Linked DNA regions of Mus musculus: regions 1, 2, 3, 4, 5 and 6 are each linked to region 7. Evidence: chromatin contacts called from public HiCAR-type and promoter capture Hi-C data. All regions are on one chromosome and are shown on one strand. Each heading gives the region's core, a stretch centred on a gene start, on an enhancer-like site or on the middle of the called end of the contact. The rest is flanking DNA. Distances are from core to core; before and after follow the strand shown. Region 1 overlaps Rngtt (RNA guanylyltransferase and 5'-phosphatase). Region 2 holds the start of Ube2j1 (ubiquitin-conjugating enzyme E2J 1). Region 3 overlaps Rngtt (RNA guanylyltransferase and 5'-phosphatase). Region 4 holds the start of Pnrc1 (proline-rich nuclear receptor coactivator 1). Region 5 holds the start of Rragd (Ras-related GTP binding D). Region 6 overlaps Rngtt (RNA guanylyltransferase and 5'-phosphatase). Region 7 holds the start of Slc35a1 (solute carrier family 35 (CMP-sialic acid transporter), member 1).

What was found. Promoter capture Hi-C pulls out the DNA fragments that hold promoters and counts their contacts. HiCAR-type assays count read pairs that join an accessible place to other places. Capture Hi-C pulls out chosen DNA fragments and counts their contacts.
Region 1: a contact with region 7 is called in a promoter capture Hi-C map of the HPC-7 cell line, with 4 times the contacts expected there. The contact joins the enhancer-like site here to the promoter of Slc35a1 in region 7. A contact is called at or near these places in 10 of 39 promoter capture datasets (the 3T3-L1 cell line, 3T3-L1-derived adipocytes, the C10 cell line and 7 more) and 1 of 9 other capture datasets (liver).
Region 2: a contact with region 7 is called in a promoter capture Hi-C map of liver, with 3 times the contacts expected there. The contact joins the promoter of Ube2j1 here to the promoter of Slc35a1 in region 7. A contact is called at or near these places in 2 of 39 promoter capture datasets (both in liver) and 1 of 115 datasets of contacts at active chromatin or transcription factors (astrocytes).
Region 3: a contact with region 7 is called in a promoter capture Hi-C map of hippocampal neurons, with 4 times the contacts expected there. The contact joins the enhancer-like site here to the promoter of Slc35a1 in region 7. A contact is called at or near these places in 6 of 39 promoter capture datasets (3T3-L1-derived adipocytes, the C10 cell line, cranial neural crest and 3 more) and 1 of 9 other capture datasets (adipose tissue).
Region 4: a HiCAR-type map of astrocytes shows a contact between it and region 7, with 5 times the contacts expected there. The contact joins the promoter of Pnrc1 here to the promoter of Slc35a1 in region 7. A contact is called at or near these places in 3 of 39 promoter capture datasets (liver and pre-B cells) and 1 of 115 datasets of contacts at active chromatin or transcription factors (astrocytes).
Region 5: a promoter capture Hi-C map of liver shows a contact between it and region 7. The contact joins the promoter of Rragd here to the promoter of Slc35a1 in region 7. A contact is called at or near these places in 2 of 39 promoter capture datasets (both in liver) and 1 of 9 other capture datasets (liver).
Region 6: a contact with region 7 is called in a promoter capture Hi-C map of stem cell-derived epiblast-like cells, with 4 times the contacts expected there. The contact joins the enhancer-like site here to the promoter of Slc35a1 in region 7. A contact is called at or near these places in 10 of 39 promoter capture datasets (the 3T3-L1 cell line, the HPC-7 cell line, cranial neural crest and 6 more), 2 of 115 datasets of contacts at active chromatin or transcription factors (astrocytes and embryonic stem cells) and 1 of 9 other capture datasets (adipose tissue).

What each region holds. Positions count from the first base shown.
Region 1 is chr4:33,336,353-33,339,718 of GRCm38.p6, forward strand. It overlaps Rngtt (RNA guanylyltransferase and 5'-phosphatase), which reads left to right. Exons shown (of 16, transcript NM_011884.3): 7 at 1,511-1,620; 8 at 2,639-2,740. Among named protein-coding and RNA genes, the nearest start is that of Rngtt, 28 kb to the left of the region's middle. Within about 2 kb of position 1,834, at least 102 of the 459 cell types and tissues checked have an H3K27ac peak or open chromatin away from gene starts, as enhancers often do. A contact at or near this core is called in the HPC-7 cell line and embryonic stem cells, where this site is marked.
Region 2 is chr4:33,029,636-33,032,762 of GRCm38.p6, forward strand. It overlaps Ube2j1 (ubiquitin-conjugating enzyme E2J 1), which reads left to right and starts at 1,745. Exons shown (of 8, transcript NM_019586.4): 1 at 1,745-1,981. The coding sequence starts at 1,951. 4933421O10Rik (RIKEN cDNA 4933421O10 gene) reads right to left here and starts at 1,688. Exons shown (of 2, transcript NR_036602.1): 1 at 1,222-1,688; 2 at 1-886.
Region 3 is chr4:33,440,313-33,443,396 of GRCm38.p6, forward strand. The region is part of intron 13 of Rngtt (RNA guanylyltransferase and 5'-phosphatase); the gene reads left to right. Among named protein-coding and RNA genes, the nearest start is that of Mir8118, 3.8 kb to the left of the region's middle. Within about 2 kb of position 1,744, at least 9 of the 459 cell types and tissues checked have an H3K27ac peak or open chromatin away from gene starts, as enhancers often do. A contact at or near this core is called in hippocampal neurons, where this site is marked.
Region 4 is chr4:33,247,365-33,250,730 of GRCm38.p6, forward strand. Pnrc1 (proline-rich nuclear receptor coactivator 1) reads right to left here and starts at 1,423. Exons shown (of 2, transcript NM_001033225.2): 1 at 584-1,423. The coding sequence starts at 1,033.
Region 5 is chr4:32,981,647-32,984,872 of GRCm38.p6, forward strand. Rragd (Ras-related GTP binding D) reads left to right here and starts at 1,352. Exons shown (of 7, transcript NM_027491.2): 1 at 1,352-1,961. The coding sequence starts at 1,817.
Region 6 is chr4:33,376,062-33,379,234 of GRCm38.p6, forward strand. All of the region lies in intron 11 of Rngtt (RNA guanylyltransferase and 5'-phosphatase), which reads left to right. Among named protein-coding and RNA genes, the nearest start is that of Mir8118, 60 kb to the right of the region's middle. Within about 2 kb of position 1,725, at least 19 of the 459 cell types and tissues checked have an H3K27ac peak or open chromatin away from gene starts, as enhancers often do. A contact at or near this core is called in embryonic stem cells and stem cell-derived epiblast-like cells, where this site is marked.
Region 7 is chr4:34,685,905-34,689,273 of GRCm38.p6, forward strand. It overlaps Slc35a1 (solute carrier family 35 (CMP-sialic acid transporter), member 1), which reads right to left and starts at 1,534. Exons shown (of 8, transcript NM_011895.3): 1 at 1,340-1,534. The coding sequence starts at 1,355. It overlaps Cfap206 (cilia and flagella associated protein 206), which reads right to left. Exons shown (of 13, transcript NM_001347062.1): 13 at 2,670-3,110. The coding sequence ends at 2,880.

The DNA.
Region 1 (3,366 bases), core at 584-3,083, 1.3 Mb before region 7:
CTAGTCTGCCTTTGGGACCCTTTTTCTCCTACTGGGTTACCTTGTCCAGCCCTGATATGAGGGTATGTGCCTAGACTTACTGTAACTTGATATGCCGTATTTGGTTGATATCTCTGGGAGGCCTGCTCTTTTCTGAAGGGAAACAGGAAGAGTGGTTCTTGGGAAGTGGAAGGGACTTGGTGGAGAGAAGGGAGAAGATGTAACATATGAAAGAAGAAAAAAGATATTTTAATATTTACTGTAAGCATGATGGTTAAGAGAGAGAGGCTCTCGGGTACAAGGCACAGCTGGGCATATTTAAGATAATTTTACAGGGATATTGACACAACTTGAGTATTCTCAGTATATTACAGGTCTTAGAGCTTTGCTTTTAGAATATATTTTTGGTATTTAGTTTCTAATGCTAGAAAGAGCCTTATTAAACAACTGATTTTTAAAAGTTCTTTTTAGATAGGCTGTCAGTATATAGCCTAGCTAGCCTCAAACTTACTGTGTAGCCCAGGCTGGTCTTAAACTTGTGGACTTCCTGCCTCAGCTACCATAGTGCTGGAATGACAGGTATCATCACAGCTGATACTAGAAGTGTGTTTTCTTTTTAAAGATTTATTTTATGTGTATGAGTGTTTTGCTTGCATGTATGTGTAACACTTGCATGTCTTTTGCTTGCATGTATGTGTGTGTAACACTTGTATGTCTTGTGTCCATGGGAGTATGAAATGGTGTTGGATGCCCTGGGACTGGAGTTCCAGATAGTTGTGAGCTGCCCTGTGGCTGCTTGGAATTAAACCAGGGTCCTTCTGCAAGAATAGTCAGTGTTCTCAACCGTTGGCTTTCTCTTCAGTCCCCGCTCCCACACAGTGATGTCTGTCTGTCTATCTATCTATCTATCTATCTATCTATCTATCTATCTATCTATCTATCTATCTAAATCACTTGTAATATTTTTCTTCCTCTTCCCAAGTGCCTTGCTTGCCAAGTCTTGGCCAGAAGGTTGAACTTTGCAACTTGTAGACCAGATTTTCTTACTCTTTATTAGCCAAAGTTGTTATATAGTTTTATTGATACTACTGGCAGTAGCCCTTTGTACCTGAAACTAATTTAGTATACATTTAGACTAATGTTTTAGTTTTAAAAAGTATAAAAACCCAAGCCTAGAAGATTTTATAGACTTTCCTAGAGTACACCATTTGTTTTTTTTAGCTTTGAGACTGGGTCTTATTATATAGCCTAAGGTAGCCTTAGAATTATAATCTCTTTGCCTGAGCCCCCTCTGTAACTGGTAGGTTATAGATGTCACTAGTACAGCAGGTGGACAGACTGTTTCTGTTTAATATGAATTTTCCTAGGCTTGTGAAAATAAATTGTTTCTGTTTAATATGAATCTTCTTAGGTTTGTGAGAATAAATTGATTTATTTCTTTGTAAATATGTTTGTCCTCTAATTATATGTGTGTGTATAGACTTATACACACTTATATATTTATTGTAATTTTTTCCTCTTTTCTTTAAAGGGAGCTATTTTCTTGGAAGGCATAACTGTTAAAGGTGTAACTCAAGTAACAACTCAACCCAAGTTAGGAGAGGTGCAGCAGAAATGTCATCAGTTCTGTGGCTGGGAAGGGTAAGAAGTATTTTCAAGTTTTAAATAAAATTTATTCTTTGTGTAACACAGCTAATGCAGACATTAATTGGGCATTTTTGCTTCTTAAAGTTAGTGTGAACATTGAGGGCTTAAGAGGATTTCAGGTTTTTTCAAGGAAATCTGTAAAGGTCATGCTGAGTCAGGGTCCTATGACTCAGCTCTTCCTGGAGAATGCAGCACTGCTGTTGTCAGCAGAGTTTTTCTTTGATCCCTTTGTGTCTGCTGCTGCTGACTAATGTCAGACTGATCTTACCAGTGGAGAATAACAGGGGAAGACTCCCAGTGTCCACCTCTGCTTGCACTGTGCTTCCCCTCAAATTTAGTACGCATGACCTGAAGGGCAAAGCAGGTGTGTTTTATACTTCACAGCCTGGGGCAGGTGTGTCTCATACTTCAGAGAAAAGCTTGAATTTTAGCTTAATTACCTTAACAGTACCAGACCCGAGGGCACCCCTGGCCCCTTCCCCTCTCCTACTGCTGGGATTATAGCACTTGCTTCCAGGCTTGGCTTTTACATGGGTGCTGGAAACCCTAACACTTCCTTTTTACATAACAGGCATTTAGCCACTGAGTTCCCTCTCCAGTCCTATATAATAACATTCTTAAATTAGCCCAATATTTATATTACAACAGTGGCAATTTAGTCCATTGTAAACTTGTATTTTAAAATGTCAAGAAATTGTTAAACTTTTTTTCCCCTGAGACTGTGTATCTGTCTTGAAGCTCACTCTGTAGATCAGGCTGGCCTTGAATCCATACATCTACCTGCTTCTGCCTTCCTGAGTGTTAGGATTAATGGTATGCACCACTACTCCTGGCTGAGAATGATAGTCTTCTGTTAGAACTTTTGTGATAGTTGATGTTACTCCATTTGAAACTACTCTCATGATAGGAAGAACATTGTGATCAACATGTGAGACATTTGAGATTGGTTTAACACAAGATTGCATTATATGAGTTGTAGCCATGACAGAGTAATTAATGTTCTTTCTTTAAGGTCTGGGTTCCCTGGAGCACAGCCTGTCTCCATGGACAAGCAAAATATTAGACTTTTAGAGCAGAAGCCTTATAAAGTAAGCTGGAAAGCAGACGGCACTCGGTAAGTTCCACTACTAAAAAATAATTACAGAAATAACTAATGCTTGAAGAATGAATATTGCATTATTAGGGAGAGTGAGTTCCTCAGGACTTGAGTTTCTGACTTGAACAGCAAAATAAATGTGTTTCAGAAATTACATAGCTTTTATTTTATTGGTATTCTAAGCTGTATAAGCAGTTTTAGTTCGTTCTGCTGAATAGTTGGCTTCAGATTTCTGTTAGTTTTGTATACGTCTAAATGAATTTTAACAGCTTTTTGAGAAAGGATTTCTTTGTAGCCTAGGCTAGCCTCACCTACTCTGAATCTGCAGCAGTCCTATTGCAGGGGTTAAGGTATGAGCCATCAGACCTGTTTATACTGCATGCATGGGAAGAACATGTAGGCCACAGTATAAAAAGCCGCAAGAGTGGATCTGGAATTCAGCCATATGGACTATTTTTATTTATTTTATGTATGTGAGTACACTGTTGCTCTCTGCAGACACACCAGAAGAGGGAGGGCATCAGATCCCATTACAGATGGTTGTGATCCACCTTGTGGTTGCTGGGAGTCAAACTCAGGACCTCTGGGAGAGCATAGAAACTATTTCTAATTTTGGTGGTACTAGGAATTGAATCTTGGGTCTC
Region 2 (3,127 bases), core at 495-2,994, 1.7 Mb before region 7:
TGCTCAATTTCTTCAAGACTTCAATTTTCTTCAACCATTAAAATAATCTGTGTCACTGCCAACACTCATGAAGAGTAAATGAATTGATCAAGCATTCAACGTCCAGTAGAGCTTGTATCAGGATGTCAACGCTAAGGGGAAGGGGACCACATTCACAGGGCTTTGTCTAGAGAAACGGGGAACAACACATACAACACATGGGGATTGTAGCTCAAAGCTGTCAAGACTCTGAAGTGTTTTGAACTTCATCTTTTGTTATTTGCAGCATCGCCAGAAACTGGTTTAAGTTTGTTTTTTATTTTTTAAAGTTATCGTCAGGATTATTATAAAAAATAAGATGAAATTCTTCCAAATTTTAATTTGGGATGGAATCTTTTTGTTTGCTGAAAATTGTTACTTTCTTCTAGGAGGGAATTTGTTCTGAAGAAACAAAGTATTCTTTTGACAAACCTACATTTCTGGGAAAATTAATCTTTCCGACCCAGTTAACAGTCAAGCAATTAGTAACTTTTAGCATTTACTCCTTTTTTAAAAAAAAATCATATTTACCCTCTCTGTACATGTTTATATTTAGAAAAAAATTAAGAGTTGACTTTTCTCTTGCAGTGATTATAATTAAGCTTTGCCATGGGCCCATAACTCAATGCCGGATTTGTTGCTGTCTTTTACCTAAGGAAGAGCCCCCAAGGACGAGGTGATGTGGCTTCAAGAATAAAATAAAAGAGAAACATCCTTATCTCCATTGTTGGGAGGAAGAGGAGAGCCTCAGGGCAAAGTGCCTTCCGAGTCTGGCTGGCGGGCGGATGGGAACGACTACACCCCCTCGGCAGGCCTGGTCATGGGGCCGGTCGGAGCAGCGCAGGTTGCTGGATGCTAAATTTGAGGACTGAACACAAAGAATGAAAGCTTAATGGAGAAGCACATTGAAGCTCGGTTTTGCTTGCTTCTCTATTCTTCAGATTATCACCGTACTATTCAGAAAACATCGCCTTTAATGGCTTAGAAGATGCCACTTAAATCTTTTTTTTTTCCCTCCTCCTTCAGACGGCTGGGAAAAATTACTGACATTCCCACAAACACATTTGACAATGTTAAACAAGAACACTAATCTGTCTAATTGGTTAATCTTCATTCCACCTATAACCTTCTCTAATCTCCGCTGGCTCCCTCCCTTTTTTGAGGCCCTTTTATCTCGGTAAGCCGTCCGAACCAGAACCTTACTTTCTCTGTCCTCCATGATCCGAAAAGACAAACGCACCGCATCTCTTTCAGACCGACCTGTCCCATTTATGCGTTTTTATTAACATTCCAGGCGACCCCTTGGTTTTATTTCTGGGAGGTTCTGATGCACCCCGAAAAACGCTGCCTTAGCTAACCGCACCGCGGAGCTAGGGGCCACTCCCGTCCATCGCACCGAGGCCAACTGCGGGCTCGGAGAAGCGCACATCACGGCGCCGCAGTCCCAGGCCGCGCTCGCCCGCCCGCCGCTCCGGGCTGCGCCGTTCCTCCGAGCTCCCTGCGAGCTCCGCGGGAACCCCTGAAGGGCCCGCGGCGAGTCGGTCTCCCGGGCTGGGCCGAGGGGACGACGAGGGTGCCGCCCGTCTCCCCAGGGCTGCCGGGCGGGCGGGATTCGCGGGACCGCCGCTGCCGAGTGACCGACCGCCACGAAGCGCCCGCCACGTCAGGCCGACTTCACAGACCCGGCGCCGGCGGTGACGCAGCGGCGCGTCAGCCGGGACGTCAGTCCCGCAGGCCGTCCGCAGCCCGGCGCCCCGTTCGGCGACGCCCCGGCGCCCGGCCGGCCCTCAGGGAGGCGGACCCCGCGGCACGCACCTCGCCCGCGGTCGGGCTGGACTGGGCGGTGTCAGCGGAGGCCCTCGCTAGGCGCGTCCGCCGCGCGAGACCCGGGCAGCTGCGGCGCCGACGAGAGCGGCAGCGGGGACGTCCGCCATGGAGACCCGCTACAACCTGAAGAGCCCGGGTGAGCCGGGCTGGGGCGGCGGGCGGGCGGACGGGCGGGGGACCCGGGACTCAGAGCGCGGCGCCTCGGCCCGCTCGTGTCCGCCGGCCCTCGCGGCTGCTCCGGGCTCGCGCTTTACGCGAGGCCGCGGCCGGTCCGGGGGTGCAGGCCGCAGAGCGGGCGGCCGCTGCGGATCCCCCGATGCGCTGGCGCTCCTCCGCTCCTGGCCTCTTCCTCCCGGTGTCTGCGGAGCGAAGCAGGAGACAGCCGAGCCAAGGGCAGGTGCGAAGGCGACGACGGTCCGCACTACTGACCATCCCTGGCCGCATCTGCGTCCTTCGTGTCCCCTCCGCCTCTGCCGACGAACTTTTGTTAGGTGTTTGACTCACATTTGAAATATCCCATTTTTATTGTGGTTGAAATATCCAATTTCAGTATTTGGGGGAGAATTTATAGACGTAGAAAAAAAAAATATGTCCTGTAGCTAAACTAGTTGAGCTGTGCACTTGGGAATTAACCATGATTTGGGGGGGTTGATTGCTACTTTGAATTTCTTTCCTTCAGTTAATGCCCTCAGACAATCCTGGCCTCCAGTTATTTTCTGGTGCACTAAAAACAATGCCAAAAACAAAAAACAAAAAACCCATTATCAGTTGTCATATCTTTTAAGGCAGACGTAGCACAAATTACTGGAGCCTAAAAAATGTACTTTGATAATTTGTCAGGGGGAAAAAACTCCTCCCTGTTAGCTCTGAATAATAAGCCTCAGGGTATTGATGATCATTGAACTAGAACTCTCGTCACCGTTTGTTTTCTTTCCCACACTGCTTCTTAGTTTGGACTTAAGTCTGATATCTTTATGGGAAAGAGTTGGTATTGTGAATCTTTTTAAAAATATATATATATTTTAAATTTTTAGAATATATAAAGGAAAAGCCAGAGAATATTGGCTGAACAGAATGTTGTTAGCTTGAATGCTGATAAGTAAGTGGCCTTAGGGACCAGATGTAGAATTAGTCATTTCTACGGTGTTTGTTTAAAATTTGACCACGCCTGTGTAAGAATTATATGGCTGAATTTTAATGGGACATGTCTCTGTCTTCAGCCCATCACTTAAAACCTGAAGAGTTAAAAAAGGTCAGAGAAAGTAGAAATGCCTGGATTTTA
Region 3 (3,084 bases), core at 494-2,993, 1.2 Mb before region 7:
CCTTATAGTATATTATTGACATATTGTCATTTACATTCTGCAAGAAGAAAGAACTGGGCTAAATCAGTTTAATTCAGACTTGTGAATCCCTGCTGGTAATATGTTCTGTTAGTGTGTTTTATTGGCCATATAGGCTATAGGAGCAGACACTGTTTAAAGAACACTGGAACTCTGCCCTGTTTCATGTTTTAAGACATTTGCTTTCTTAATCTCACTAGGTAGTCCATGCCAGTGGAGAAGAATCACACAAACATCCTACATCTCCCTCTGATGACAACTAAAGATTACACAAGTGTCAAAAACATTCTAGTTTCAGAAAAGTTATTAACAAATGTGAATTCTAAAACTCTTGAAGTAGAGTTTTTGAAGCTGTGTCTTGAATAATACAGAGTGTTAGGCCAGGTCTCATGCTAATGCACCTTTAAGCCTAGCACTTGGAGGTAAAGGTAGCCTGGTGTATGAAGTGAGATCCCTGCAGCCAGGAGATTGTTAAAATAAATCTTGAATATTCTCATTTCTGTGATTATGCTATATGGTATACTGAAAAGGTTCCATTGGCTTCCTTGAATTTGTACTTGTTTACTATATATATCTTTGAGTGTTTTGTTCTCCAATTCATACAATATTATCCTGCAGCTCATTTGAGGTCTCTTACCTGTCATAAGGAAGCTTTTAACATCATGTAGACTCTTAGAATTGTCTGTACATAAAGATAATACAGGCTTTTCCCCCAAACAGTAATACGAAAACTGAAGTTATGTCCATATCTTTACATGTCTTTTAGGAAAAATATAGAAGAGTGAAAAATATTGTGGCTAGTATTTATGTCCTATAGCTTACTCTACTAATTACTTTTTAATCATACCAAAGTTCTAAAGGCAGTATTTCTTCATCCTCAGTGTGTTGGTGTGGACTGTAGATATAGCTGCATATAGAGGACTTGTCTTTATGTATGAGGCCTGAGGTCAAGTCCTAGCACCATGAACAAAACCCACCTGGAGTTTTGTTGCAATTAAGAATGAGAAACCACTGATTGACATAGAACCATATCTCCAGCACTTGGGAGGCCTAGGTAGGACACCATGAATTAGAAGCCCTCTTGGCTGCAAGTAAGTCTGTCTTAAGAAAGGAAAACAAGGGGCTGAGAGATAGTTCAGAGTAAATAACACTGGCTGCTTTTCTAGAAGGCTTGGGCTTGATTTTCAACACCTATGTGGGAACTTAAAAAGATCTTGTGGTTTTTAAAAAATTTTTTTTTCATATATTACATCTCGACTGCAGTCTTCCCTGCCCCCAGTCTTCCCCTCTCTTCCCTATGTCTATTTCCTCCACTCTGCCTTCCCTCAGAAAAGAGCAGGCCTCTCAGGGACATCACATATGGCATAACAAGCCATAATACGACTGGGCATATACCATCATATCAAGGCTGGATGAGACTACCCAGTAGGAGGAACAGATTCCCACCAGCAGGCAGAGGAGTCAGAGACAGCCCCTGTTCCCACTGTTAGGGCCATGATCCCACTGTCAGGGATCCCACAAGAACGCATAGTTATTCAGCCATACCATGTATCAGACCTGCAGGCCCCATGATCTCTGTGAGCCCCCGTGAGTCTGTCAGTTGATTCTGCAGGCCGTGTTCTTGGAGTGCTCCTAACCTTTCTGGTTCTTCAGATCCTTCCTTCGCCTCCTCGACAGGAATCCAGGAGCTCTGCCTAATGCTTGGCTCTGGTACTGACTCTACATCTGTTCCTAGTAGTTGCTGATGGAGTCTGGCTGCTTTCTCGGATGACAGTTTATACTAGGCTCCAGTCCCAGAACACTCTGCAGACCCGTTGAAGGTTTTGTGGCTGGGTTGGTGTCCCTGTCCCTGTCCCTGCACAGAAGATGCCTGGGTCAGTCTCTCTGACCTCATTACTAGGAGTCTCTGCTAGCACACCCATCTCTGGCATCTCAAGCTCAGGACTCAAGTTCTGAGGGATCTGAGGCCTCTCTTGGCCTCTTTAGGTACCAGGCACGCATGTGGTGCACCACACATATATGCAGATAAAATATCCATACATATGTCATTGCTTATTTTAAGTGAAAACAAAACCAAAACAAAATGGCTGAATGGATGTTGGATGTTGTAGAGATCTGAATAGGAAGAAAAGAAAGGCTGATTTAGGGAGTGCAACCATGTATAGATTGACTGTCACACTTTACTCAAGGTGCAGCTCCTATGTACTCAGACGTTAATGAGTTCTCTATAAGTAGGGCCCCTCACCCCACTGCTGTCCAGTGACAGACATTTTATTATGCCATGGGTCAAAGCCACCCTTTTGTTAGCATTTATGTAATGTATTTGGTAAAATTTTAGGATGGAATTAAGCTCATTATCATTCATAATATATGGTTGTGGGCATGCATTCACTAGTTCTTCAATTAAATCTTCATAAATTTTTGAGTATATTATTCATCACCTCATTTCCAGAGACACTAGTAATTTTATCAGAATTATTGTTGAGTGTTAAGTTTTTTGAGATGTAGAAGCAGGTAGCCCAAGCTAGCCTTGAACTCTCTGTGTATTGGAAGTTGACCGTAAACCTTTGATCTTCCTGCTTTCATCTCATGAATGCAAGGATTACAAACCTGTGAAAACATGCCCAGTTTTATGTTGTACCAGCTTCATGCATGCTAGGCATACCTTACCTGACTGAGGTACATCCCAGCTCCCCATTTCAACATTTTACCCCACCCCCTCTTTCTTGGCAATAGAAGTAAGTATTCCTTTGGTGTTACTATCTCACTGTGTACACACACACACACACACACACACACACACACACACATGCTTGTGTTTCATAGTATCTATTAGAGAAATCTCTCTCTCTCTCTCTCTCTCTCTCTCTCTCTGTGTGTGTGTGTGTCTGTCTGTCTGTCTGTCTCTGTGTCTCTGTGTCTGTGTGTCTAGGGAGATCAACCTCGGGTACTGATTCTTAGATTCTGTCTACCTTGCTTTTTGGGTGGTCTCTTTCTTGGCCCCAAACTTGACAGTTAGAGTAGGCTGGTTGGCAGGTAATCCTGTCTCTGCCTCCTGGTGCTTGG
Region 4 (3,366 bases), core at 173-2,672, 1.4 Mb before region 7:
TCTCAAATCCTTTAGCCTCGACAAAACTGTATCCCAGTTATCCAGATCCGTTAACCGAGGAGTCCATTTTATAACTTCTAAAAACTCATTCAGGGCGCTGCTTAGAAGCCCCCTCCAGCGAGGCAAGCTCGTGCCGGCCTGCACAGGGCCCGGGACACCTTCGCGTCGGGCATCAGACGGAGACTCCTGCCAACTTCCCAACAGCAGTCCGACTCAGCGGATCTGGCTGTGCGTGGGTCCCGCCCGCCCGGTGCCCCACTGGGCACCGCGCCTGCGCCTGCGCCTCCGCCCCCACCCAGCACCGCCTTCATGAGCGCCCCAGAGCGCTGCACGTAGCGGGCTGACGTCAGCCCTCCGCAGGTCCCTGAGCCCCGAACGCCGAAACCCCCTGGAGCGCCGCCAAGCTTCTAAATGCAGGCTGTTGCTGGGCCGTAGCCGCCGCTCCCATTGGCTGGCTCCGGAGCCAATGGGCGGCGCCAGCGCAGCCGCCCAGCCCCCCTCCCGCTTCCGCCCCACCACTCGAGCGAGCGTCACGGAAACTTCCCTCCCGAGTAAACAGCCGCCCCGCCCCCACCGGCCCTACCTCCTTCGCGAGTGGGGGCTGTCTGTGGAGCAGGGCAGTGGCCGCCAGACCTCGCTCCTCCTGCGCGACGATTGGCCCCGGCGCCGGGCTGCGACCACCCTCCAGGCTCGGCCGGTGCTGCTGGAACTGGTGGAAGCGGCTGGGCAGCTGCCCGGCCGGGCTGGCCCGCACCTTTTTCTTCCGCCGCTTCTTGGGCGCCGCCCGCGGGGCAGCCGCCGGGGCCAAGGTGCAGCCGGACGGCGCGGTGGTGCGAGGCGCGGGCGCCAGGCACGGCCCGTCCCCCCCGAGGAAGTGCGGCAGGAAGAGGGTGGGTGGCAGCGCGCGCGGGTCCGGAAGGCGCGGCAAGGGCGGCGGGGCCGGGTTCACCATCGGGAGGGCCCCGAGGAACCCGAGCGGCGCTAAGCGGCCGCTCAGAGCGAGATCTCGCTGTGGGACGGAGACGACGGTCATGGCGCGGGGACTCGGCAGAAAGGCGGGGAGCAGGAGTCACGGGGCGGCGGCGGAGGCTGCTGCTGGAAGGTTCGGAGCAAGGACCATGACTCGGGCGAGGCGGCGCAGCAACAAATAGCGCTGGCCACCGCGGCCAGTGTTGTTACCCGAGGCCCCGCCCCGTGCCCGCCCACCTCCCTGCGGCGGCCCAATCCGCGTGCGCCTGCCAGGCCACTCCCTCGGTCCCGCCTCCGCGCCCCGAGGCAAGACACAAACAAGCAGCCTGCTGCAGCCCTTCACAAAGAGCGCACGTTGCGCAGGCGCGCCCAACGGGCTCTTACCGAGAGTGTCCCGTGAACAATGAAGTTCGACTTCTGCCTCACCTCCCTGGCAGCGATCCTTTGGGGTAGCCTGGGGGTGGGGCAGGGGAGGAGGAGGAGAGAGGCGGTGGAGGAACTAGGAAGCTTCTGACCTCCAGAAAGGACTGCTTTGTAGGTTTTCGATTTCAGCCCTACATAAAAATTTTAAGAGATTTCGGAGAACACTAAGGATTTATTTCACTAAGGATTTACAGCACTGGTGAAGATCTGCCTCCATTTAACCTACAGTGAAATTTGGCTATGTGGTTTCTCATTCGGTTTTCCGACGCTGCCAATTAACCCTGGTGGTGAAAATAAAAAAGGGTTTACTGAAGGATTCTTCAGCTCATCAGAAGTACTCTATAATGCCGAAAATGGGCCTTTAATTTTTTACTGCCTTTATAGCTAAAGATCTCTGGGAGTCTCTTGAGATCTCACATTGCCCCTGAAACTTGATGCTGCTGCCAACCAATTGGCCTTTGTCCCACCCAGAGAAAACAGCTCTGCTACAGTTGCTAGCTAACTGGGTTAACAGAATTCTCTACTCACAGTTTAATACAGAAAAGAACTGTAGACACCAGTTACCAAATAGGACCTCAGAACCAATTTCTGTAATTCATCTTGTTTGAAACATACTTCTTTAATGATTGGGGCTTTATTTATTTAGTTTCCTCTTTTTTCTTTCTTCGAGATGGCGTTACTCTTTGTGTAGCCCAGGCTGTACTCTGTACTCGATCTGTAGACCAGGCTGGCCTCGAACACAGAGATACACCAGTCTCTGCCTCCCTAGTGCTGGGATTAAAGGCCCATGTCACCATTGTCCAATAATTTTTTTTTAATCATTTTACAGTAAGGCATACAAGAGACTAAAGAATTAGACACAAATCATTAAAAAATTAACAGAAGAATCTGAACTCTGGTCTAGGTATGGCAAGGTCAAGACCTGTAACACTAGCTCCTGGAGAGGCAGAAGTAGAGGATGGGAAATTTCTAGTGTAGGGAATTTAATGAGACTCTGCCTCATAATAAAAAGAGCAGGGCATCTAGATGGATCAGTGAGTAATTAAAATGCTTGCTATATAAGCCTAGCAGCCTGAGTCCCATCCCTGTAAGCCACCTAAAAATGAAAGACAGCCAAAACCACAAAGTGGCCCTCTGACTTCCAAACACATTCTGCCGCAAACCTGCTTCCACTACACACACACACACACACACACACACACATAGACACACACACACTGTGAGGAGAACAGAAGATGGGAATGAGCTAGGAGGTTAGAGGCAGGGAATAGTTCCATTGTCTTTGGCCAGCAGTAGGGAATGTCTTTGTTCTCAGGCTAGAGATCCCAGAAGGGAGCCCTGACATCTTACTTCTTTCTACACAGCCACTCCCAGTACATTGATTCTTTGATAGTGAACAGATGATGGTGAAAGTCAGGAATATCCATTCCTGATTTCAGTTCAGACCTTTTTTTTTTTTTTTTTTTTTTGAGACAGGGTTTCTCTGTATAGCCCTGGCTGTCCTGGAACTCACTTTGTAGACCAGGCTGGCCTCAAACTCAAAAATCCGCCTGCCTCTGCCTCCCAAGTGCTGGGATTAAAGGCATGCGCTACCAAGCCGGGCGATTTCAGCCCTTCTTGTAAATGATGTCAGGGTGAGCACTTCTGAAGTGGTAGTCGTTGCATGCAGTTCCCTTGATCGGGACTCTGTTGAGGCTCATCAAGAGACAGCTATCTCCTAGTCAAAGTTTGGAACCCACCACTTGCCAGAGTAGAAAAATGACCTTTTGGTAACTTCCTTTTCATCTCTTTTACTTTCAGATTCTGGACTCCGGAATGCTTTCCCGGGCACTCTGGGATTGTTCACTTTCCTCTGAAGCTGTCTAACCCCTTTCTCCTTGTGGCCCCTTACAAAAAGACGTTTTTCTCTCCCTCTTCTCCATCTTTTCTCTCCAGACAGCTGCTGAGATTTACACCATGCCTGCCTTACAGTCT
Region 5 (3,226 bases), core at 102-2,601, 1.7 Mb before region 7:
CTGCTTCCTTCCGGTGGGGAGAGTAACGAGAGTCGGCTTTCTCCATCCACCCTTTGGCCTCCACTTGGTTTCAGTCTTCCTTTGCCCACGGGTTTCTGGGTGTGTTGGACCAATGGCAGTCATTCCCAGGAGACCACACAGAGATAGGAAGAAGGAAAGCAGCCAGGGCCCTCTTCTGTTATCTGCTTGGCCAGAGGGTGGGGAGGGTGGGGGCGGGGATGTGGGGTGGTGTGGGGGTGCTGCTACCTGGCTGCTCTACAGAACTGGCTCCCTTCACTTCCTCCCACTAAATTTGGAGGTGGTGTGAGCTTCCCACCTGATAATCTTTGACTGTACTCCCTAAATTCTGCTGCTTATATATCTGCAAAACTGTTTCTTCGCTCAAAAGCCTTTTTCAGTTCACATCTTTGTATGTGGCATAGGAACGACCTTGACCATGCAGACAAGAGTTCTACTGCCTCTCCTTGGAGAAGCTTTCCTGTTGAAAGCAGCCACCCAGTTAGAAGAAATCCAGGACATGCGTCACGGATTAGTAACCCTATTCCTACCCAGATTTTTCCGAGGACCCCTAGGAAGCCCTGTCCCGGGCCGCAAGTGTCCAGGCTGAGCTGCCTTTCTCCCCACCTGCTGAGCTGCTGGCACCTGCAGGATCCGGATCACCTTGCTGGCCCGCTGTTTAACTGAAGGAAGTTTATGCACGTGACTTTCTCCTCTCTCTCTCTCTCTCTCTCTCTCTCTCTCTCTCTCTCTCTCTCTCTCTCTCCCTCTCTCTCTCTCCCTCTCTCTCTCCCTCTCCCCCTCCCTCCCTCCCTCCTCTTCTCTCCCTCACCCCCCACCCCAGAAAAGGGTGCTCACACTGTGCTGAGCAGCTGGCGAAGGAGGAGAGCACCTCCTCATCCCACATCGCTTCTATTCCAATCTGAGAGCTGCCCCTCACCTCCCACAAAAGCCCTAAAACACGTGGGACTACACCAATGAGACAATAGCAGTTGGGGCATAAGAAGCCCCGAGGGCGTTATACACTTTAGGTTTTCCCGAAGGTTGCAAAGGAATCATTTAGTATAGCATGTTTATATATAAATCACGAGACATGTGACTTCTCCGGAAACATGTCTACGTAGACCACAGTTTGGAGTATTCTTGCTGGGAAATCCTTTGAACTAAAAGGCACTTTAGGAGGCAGCTGCTATGGAAACTACCCCACCACTGTGCACTTCTCCCAGCTCCCGCAGGCTGGAGTGGCGGTGGGGGTGGGGCCTGAGTACCGCACAGTTGAGGGGCAGCCTAGTGGGGGTGGGGTAGACTGGGGTGGGGTGGAGGTGGGTGGGGTGGAGGTGGGTAGGGTGTGGGTAGAAAGCCTGAAGACCGCAGCACAAGCCAGGGGCACTGCAGAAAGCAGGCGGCAGGGTCCGGGTGGTCCCCGGGCCACGCTTGCAGAGAAAGCGAGCAGAAGTCCCCGAGGGCGGTGGCCAGTGCGCTCTGGACACCCGAATTCTCTCTAGGGGGAGAACGTGTGTGGCCGAGCAAGCGGTGGCTGCGGCCGGCGAGCGCGCGCCCGGTGGTGCTGCGTGTGTGTGTGTGTGTGTGTGTGTGTGTGTGTGTGTGTGTGTGTGTGTGACAAGCGTCAGGTGACTCGGGTCACGCAGTCACTCCCTCGCGCTCCCGGGGAGAACTGCCGCGCTCCGGCTGGCTTCTCGGGCAGCAGCGGCAGGGAGGGGGCTGGGCTCCACTGCCACCCCCTTGCTCACCAGGCGCGGCCCCAGGGCGCTGCGGGCCACTCGGCCCACGCGGGACCTTGGAGGCAAGCGTGGGCGTGATGAGCCAAGTGCTGGGCAAGCCGCAGCCGCAGGGTGAGGACGGCGGCGAGGACGAGGAGGAGGATGAGCTGGTGGGGCTGGCGGGCTACGAGGATGGGCCCGAGTCCTCGGACGCCGAGCTGGACAGCGGGCCGGAGGAGGGAGGTGAGCCAACCGGCCGAGCGCTCGCGGTCCCCGCCCTGGGAGCGATGTGTGTGTGTGTGTTGGGGGTGGGGGGGATGCGGGACGCGCGGGTCCGGGGCGCTGCGGTGGGGGAGGGGAGCGGCCGGGCTGCAGACGGCGGCGGGGAGCAGGGTCGGATGTCGAGCTAAAAGAAGCAGCTGGCGGCAGCGTGCCGGCTGGGTCGCCCACAGCTGCGCGTGTCATTCTTCCCCGCCGTGGCCGCGGGAGGGTCTGCGGCGTGGGACCGGGGCGCTGGGGCGGGGCCCGCGCTGCAGGTGGTATCCGCGTCTCCCGGGAGACCGCGGGGTTCTAGGTCCCCAGACACCCTGAATGCATCTCGTGTCGCACCCGGGGGTGGGCGCCTGGCGAGCAATCCTTGGCCGCTGAAGCCAACTGTTTGTTGTTGCCGAAGGAGCTGAAGTTAGCCTTTCGGATTGGGGGCTGCTTGCATTTCATTCCCGGGACACAACAAAGAAGTTGAGTTTAGGATTCCAGAATGTTTTTCTTTAATTTAAAAAAATTTTTTTTCCCCACAAAAGCGGAAGGTCACTTTAAAAGGTCAGTTGAACGGGGCTGTTAACGTTCTCCGAGTTGTAAATATCCCAGAGAAAGGATTAATCTCTTTAGTGTCTCACACTAAAGAAACCGAGGAATGAAAGTACCCGTGACAGGAGTTTTAAGAACTTTTATTGAGAATCTATCGAACGGAACTTAAAATTCTCTCTACAAAGCCTTTCTCGGAAGACAGTTTTGATTTTGCGTCTGGCAGGTACTTCAGTGAATCAGAAAGGGAATACAGTTAACTAAGACTTAAGTCTGGCAGATGAAAAACAGCTTTTCAAGTCGCCTCATTTCCTGGCTTTTCTCCAGAGAGGACTAGTGCTGGCTCCCCGTTATTTAAACTTGTGTGTGCACCTCTGCGCTCCACTCATCCGCACTTCCCTTAATTAGTCCCACGGTCGATCGTTCAGCCACTTTTTTTTTTTCCCAAAAAAATTAAATTGCTCAGGTACTTTACTATTATATAGCATTTGGTAGATCCGCCCAGGGAAAGGCTGAGTGGGATTGTATTGGCAAGGCATTTGCAAAGATAGGTGCACAGTAGCTCCCTATTGTGGTAGTTTAAAGAGAGAAAGAAGATCCTATTCTAGAGGGGAAAGCCAGTTATTTGATACTGTCCTGGGGGCCAGAGAGTTTGCAAGGAAGGGGCAGAACCTATTTTCTGTAGTCTTTTTATTGGAGGGCCT
Region 6 (3,173 bases), core at 475-2,974, 1.3 Mb before region 7:
TGTATGTGTTTTTGTGTGTATGTGTGTGCATGTAGTGCTGTGCCTATGGAGGTCAGTGGTCAACTTTAAGGGGTAGATTCTTGCTTCCCAACTTTACAGGAGTTCTGGGGTTTGTTGTTTCACCCACTGAGCCATATCACCAGTCCTATTTTAGCTGTTCATCATCTAGGAAATTAAAGCTTAAAGGCTTTACATTAGGCTATCATGATGTCTCACGAGTAGGTTTCACTTACATACAGCTGTGTAAGAGAGAGGGACATGCAGTATAAAACCATAGAGACATTTTGCTTAGGAGTATAATGATAGAAATAAAATTCTAAAAATAGCTTTAAATCGTGCCTTAAATTTAAGTTATTAGAAGAATATTATCTGAACTTGAAAACATTTTTTTGTCTCCTCATTAACTCTGGTACTTGTTATGGGTACTGCCTTACTTTCAAAGACTACCCATGCTTAGTGTGCATCTTCATTCTGTTGTTTGGACCAGTCTTCTCCAGTTTGAAGTTTTGTTAGAGTGACTTTATTTTATTTAAAAAAAATCTATATAATCTTTATAGGTATACATTTATAACCTGTCTGCCTGTCTGCCTACCTACCTATTATCTATCTAGTCTAGACTGGCCCTCAATCCCTCTATAACTGAGGATGATATTGAACTTCTGATCTAGGATTTATAGGTATGGATGACCACGCCTGGTTGAATGTTGGGAGAACCAAGCCTTCTCACTTGCTGGGCAAGCACTCCACTAAGAGCCACATCAGAGACATTCTCTGCAATTTGATACTGTCACTTTGAAAACTTATTTCTGACTATTCCTACTATCAACGTTTAAAATGCAAAACCTATTGTTTCCTGGTCATAACTTGTACTTTAAGATACTGCTGAGATGTTTCAAAGAAAAAAAAATCACTTTTTGTTTATTTGCCTTTTAAATCATCCTGTGAGGTACACAGCTGTTTTCTTGAATGAGGACTAGAAATGAGGGAAAGAGATCATTCTCATTGAGCTTGCTTAGTTTTCCCAAATGACTGTTGTTTTTTAGAATCACAGTTCTTAAATTTGTTGGAATTCTTATTTTCTAGTAGAAATTGAGGTCATTGATTCATGACTCCAGTTTTTTTCTGCCTTCCTTTTCTCCTCCTTTCTGCTAAGGATCTTACCATGTAAGCCAGGCTGGCCTCCAATTTGTGATATTCCTGCTTAGCCTTCCAGCATGTAGGATTATAAATATGCTGCTACCCTGCCTGCCTCCTTCTGTCCGTCTGACTGTCCATCCATCTTCTGTTGATTTATTACTGGGTATCATGGACTAGCCTTGAAGTTGCACTGAAGCCTAGGCTGGTCTCAAACTTGTCATCTTCCTACCCCAGCATCCCAAGCGCTGTGACTACAAGCGTGTGTTGCCCTGGCTGTCTCTCCTTCCTTTCCTTTTCCCTGTTGTGTGACAAAACTTTTCTTGGGGAGACATAACACATGTCTATTCACCCCAGATGGGGAGCCTACATCAGACCAAAGTATGGATACTAGCAAAGTCTAACTTAATGAACCAATGAGTTTTACCGGGGTTACTCATGGAAATATGGGTGAGGGGCTACTTACAGGAGCAGAAATGATGCAAAAGATAGCAGTCTCACTAAACCCACCCACTCAACATAGAAGGCAGCTCTTTACAGCTGGGAAACCTGGAGCATACTGCACAGCCTGCAGGCAGCTCAGCAGGTTGGGGAATGTTCTTTCTAAGTGGTTGAGTTGGTTTAAACCTGTTCTAGACAGCTCCACTCTCTCTGCTTGTTCCAGGCAGCTGGTCTGGTCTCAGTCTTTGCAGTTTTTCTCCCTCTCAGAGCCTTCCTTGCAGCTTAGGTTCCTTTTGTGTGAGGGATTTTGGCTTTCATTAGAGTAGCAGGGAGGGGCAGTGAATCTGCTCAGTTTCTGGGACTTGTGAAACTATTCTGAGTTGTTTACCTCCCTGGTTAAGGAACTTCCTACAGGGTGGAATGTTTCTTTCAGTCTGCAAGAAACTTACACAGCACTTGCCCTGCCTTTTTATTTCTAAATTAGATATTTAATGCACCAAAGTTTTCTCTCAATGTGATCTGTCACATAACATTCTACCATAATTTTGTTCTTAGTTCTAAATGCTTTAAAATGTTTGTTTTGATTTTTAAAAATTTATTCTTAAATTCCTAGAAGTTCATTATTTAGGTTCTGAACATTGGACAGCTTTCTGTGTGGTAGTTTAGGGATTACCAAAGTTATATATTTACTTTTAACCTTTTCCCATCATGTATAAATATTTGGGCTCAGCCAGTCTGTCTGTCTGTGTACCTAGTGTTAATCAGTATGAAAATGAATTTCATTTTCTCTAAGATGAATATGTTATATGTATTCAACAAAATTGTAATACTGTTTTTCAGTGTCCAGAATGAGTGTAAGTAGATACTTGACTCATGGTATTTCAGAGATTATTTTCATTTTTATTTATAAGGAGTCAAAGGTTTAATATATAATCAAGTTTTACTTAGGTGAAATTTCTTCCTCATCTGAGAGTGAACTGAAGAAAAATGTATGAATTTTTAAACTGTCCTAAAATTTGGCTAAAATGCATAGTAATGGCTCCAGGAATTCGAGTTTACCACCTCTGCTCACTTGCTGATGTAGGGGAAACAAAACAAAACAAAGAAAAGTCAGAGGGAAATTTTAAGAACATTACAGTAAACTTTGCCTTGTTAATCTTGTTAACTATTTAGTCTAGTCACAGTAAGTGCATTTGCGTTAGTGTACAACCGTCACCAGCTGTCTGTCTCCAGAACTTTCTGCCTTGAAACTCAGCTGGGTGTGGAACACTCATGTGATCTCGCCACTGTGACAGGGAGGCAGGGCGATAGAAGTTTGAGGTCAATCTGGGCTACTTGAGATCCTGCCTCCAAAAACCAAGACCAAGAGCAAAAAGAACAGAGCCCTGAACCGTAAACCACTTAAACTGCTATCTATTGCCTCTGCCCTCCTCAGTCTGTCTGACAGTGAGCAGAACAAGACCGTATATTAACCTTAAAGGAGATAAGCGTGTTCAGACTCTGATATGTTCTGCTTTCACGTTAGAGAGACTGTACACTGTGGAGAAGGAGGGGCCAGCAAAGATGAAGTCACACATTAGGACCCAAGGTCACAGAGT
Region 7 (3,369 bases), core at 284-2,783:
CACTTTAGAAGCACATTTCAACTTTTAAAACCAATCCTTGTAACCATGATTTCCACTTACATTTCAGTTTACCATAAGATCAAAACATTTCTTCTACAATTCTTCATTTTCCAGGATGAAACTTCATTGATTAGGAATGTCAACGTTCCCAGGTAATATAAATATTCATGGTACGCAGCTACTTTAAACTATCCTAAGAATTCAAATCATATCACGCCATTAACTAGAAACCTGGCCCACTGATCATCCAGCACCCCCTTTGTGGAGAATCTGTTACCTTCCACGGCATTTGTTTCTGGGTGGAGAATATCCCCCAGAAGAGTCAGTCTGGAGTTATCCTTTTGTTTTCCAGTTACATTTTAGGGGGACTATTACTGTCATACCTGAAAGCTTGGACATAGCAGGAAGTAGCAGGTGAGTAATCGTTAAGATGACTCTATGTAAGGAGGTATAGAAACTGTATTTCATTAGGATAAAAAAGTGCAACACACCCAAATGTAACAACGTATGTGCTGGCAAGAAGTCTAAATCTGTAAACAACCCTTGCGGGTACCGATCTGCCTGCTGCATCTTTTAAGTGTTCATTTGTCAATCGCCCTACTTTTCCTATTACCCTCTTCCCGGATGCTACAGGACTTATCTGATATGGGACAATCCACCACCACAGAAAACTTACATGGCGCCTGATGTTAAATGTCAAATCCCCTCCCCCAAAGATAAATAATTTCACATCCACGCAAAAGGATATTCTTTAAATGCTTGTCCAACATTTATTTAGACTTAAAGCCAGTGCTCATTGGGGAAATGGTGAAAAAACAAAAACAAACAAACAAAATTAAAAAAAAAAAAAAAAGCGACGTTGTCGCCAGGCATGAGGGCACAGACCACTAATCCCAGCGCTTGTAAAACTGAGGCAGGAAAATCTCCCCGAGTTTGAAGCCAACGTGGGCTATAGAATGAGACCATGTAGTGTTGGTTCCTGCTTTAAAAATAAATAAATACAAAATCGTCACCGCCTTTTGGCCTGTCCTAGCCACAGTGCTATAGAATAAAACCTCAGCCTTGGGGCCAGCTTACGTAAAACCTGAAAGGACAGCCACCACAGCCCTGGCCAGACGGCTCGCCATCGGGAGGAGCAGCGCGCGCCCTCAAGCCCAGGGCTCCGAACCACAGCCTCGCTCCAGGCAGGGACCTGGCCGGCGCCCGGGCGGCTCACTGCACCGGTGTGCGGGTGCAGCCCGCTGCCGCTCCCTGCAGGGAGGGCTCGGCCCCCAGAGCCGGCCCGGCCAGCACACCCCGGGCCGCCGTTCCCTAGCGACCGCCCGCAGCCCGGCCTCACCTCTCGCCGGAGCCATGGTGCCGAGAGAGTCTGCGGAACTGACGCCCCTGCGGCCATAGAGACGCACCGGCCTAGAGAGCCCGCCGCACCACACGCGCGAGGAGGAAGCGGGGGCTACGGCGGAAGCCGCGCGGCGTGCGGAGCGACAAGTCTGGGAGACTCGGTCCTGCGGGGGCTCGGAAAACCGCAGCTTCCGGTCGACCGAGGGGGGGCGGAGTCAAGGTGGCCGAGCGTTTCCTTCTAGAGACCAGCCCCTCCGAGAGGATGGGCCCCGCAAGAAGGATTCTGAAATGCTCTCGATTATTCCTTTGTGTGAAGACCGTTAGAGAGGCTCCGAGAACTCGGACTTTTATAACTTTCAACTCCATCACGGCCTTCCATGGTTACCTCTTGGATAAATTTAGTATATATTACATACTGCTCGGAAGTACTGTGTCTGTCTTCATCATCCTTACTGTCACTGTCTAGCTTAACTTGGTAACTTCAGGCAGCAAAAAGACCTCAGAAAAATTAGATTGTATTAACAGGCACTTCAACCGCTCTAATGGTTACTGTGACTAGAGGATGTTATTAGAAAATAACCCCGGGTGGAACAACATTATGAACTAACCAGTACCCCGGAGCTCTTGACTCTAGCTGCATATGTATCAAAAGATGGCCTAATCGGCCATCACTGGAAAGAGAGGCCCATTGGACACGTAAACTTTATATGCCCCAGTACAGGGGAACGCCAGGGCCAAAAAGGGGGAGTGGGTGGGTAGGGGAGTGGGGGTGGGTGGGTATGGGGGACTTTTGGTATAGCATTGGAAATGTAAATGAGCTAAATACCTAATAAAAAATGGAAAAGGAAAAAAAAAAAACTATACCTCTAAAAAGTTGGAATTCTCAGGACCTGAAAACCCAACTGCTTATGAGCCAAATAAGGCCGCAGAGTGGGAAGTGGGAAGCGCTTAAGCCACAGCGGGCTCTGAGGCAGACAACAGAGCATAAAAGGATCAAGCTGGAATGCCAGCCAGTCTTATCAGACATTCTGATTTTTTTCAATGAGCCCAAAATTCAAATATAAATATCAATTCTCTGGCTTTTAAAAGGCAGCATATGAATGTAGGCTTCACTTGTTCCAGATAGCAAGGCTCATGATATAGAAATCTGTTATCACTAAATAGCAATGAAGCAGAGCGTTGTGTTTCAGAGTGTCAGGGCTTAACATTTTGTAGGGTTTTAGAAGCAGCCTCTATTCCAGTGATAAGCATACTACTATCTAGCTGGCATTGCAATGTCAATCTTAATGCTGTAAACTTTGTCTAAAATATAAAACAAATACGCGGACAGAGTTTTACTTGTCAATTTTAATAAAACGAAAAATGTACTACAGAAACTGCTTTTAGATTTGCATAACAGTCAGGCAGGATACGGTGCCCTAGTGCACAGTCACACAACCAGTGACTGTGCCAGCCCCGCAAATGAGCTTTATACACGCACAGCACTTTAAACCCTCCATCCGTGCCACTAAGGAGCAGCTTCCTGTAAACGTCCATCTCTAGGTTTCGTCCACCGCTCTGGTTAAGTTCACCTTCACCCCATAGGTTGTTTTGCTTTGTCCCCCACGAAGGCCAGCTATGAAAATCTGGGGCCTGGGCACTCGGCTGCTGCCTTCTCTCTTGGACTGGGTGCTAGCCTCTTTCAAAGGGTACACCTGTGAGGTGTTATCTCTTCTCATGTGGCTAAGGTCAGTCTGGACGGAGTGAGTAATTTTCTGGCGCAAATTAGCCTAGGTAGAAAGAGAACATAGGGAATAATGTTTCTCTAAAAAAATGTAAAAAATCAGGCATTTAGTTAATGTTTGCCTATTAACTTTCCATTTCACAAATAAATAATGCATTTTTCTATGATGGTGAGGATGGATGATGACAGGGAGGCTGAGGGTGGGGAGGAGGGTGGGGAGGAGGGGGAGGAGGAGGATGTGTATGGTATGATTGCAGGCATGTGCATGCCGTGGTGTGAATGTGGAAGAGAGAGGAAAACCCCTG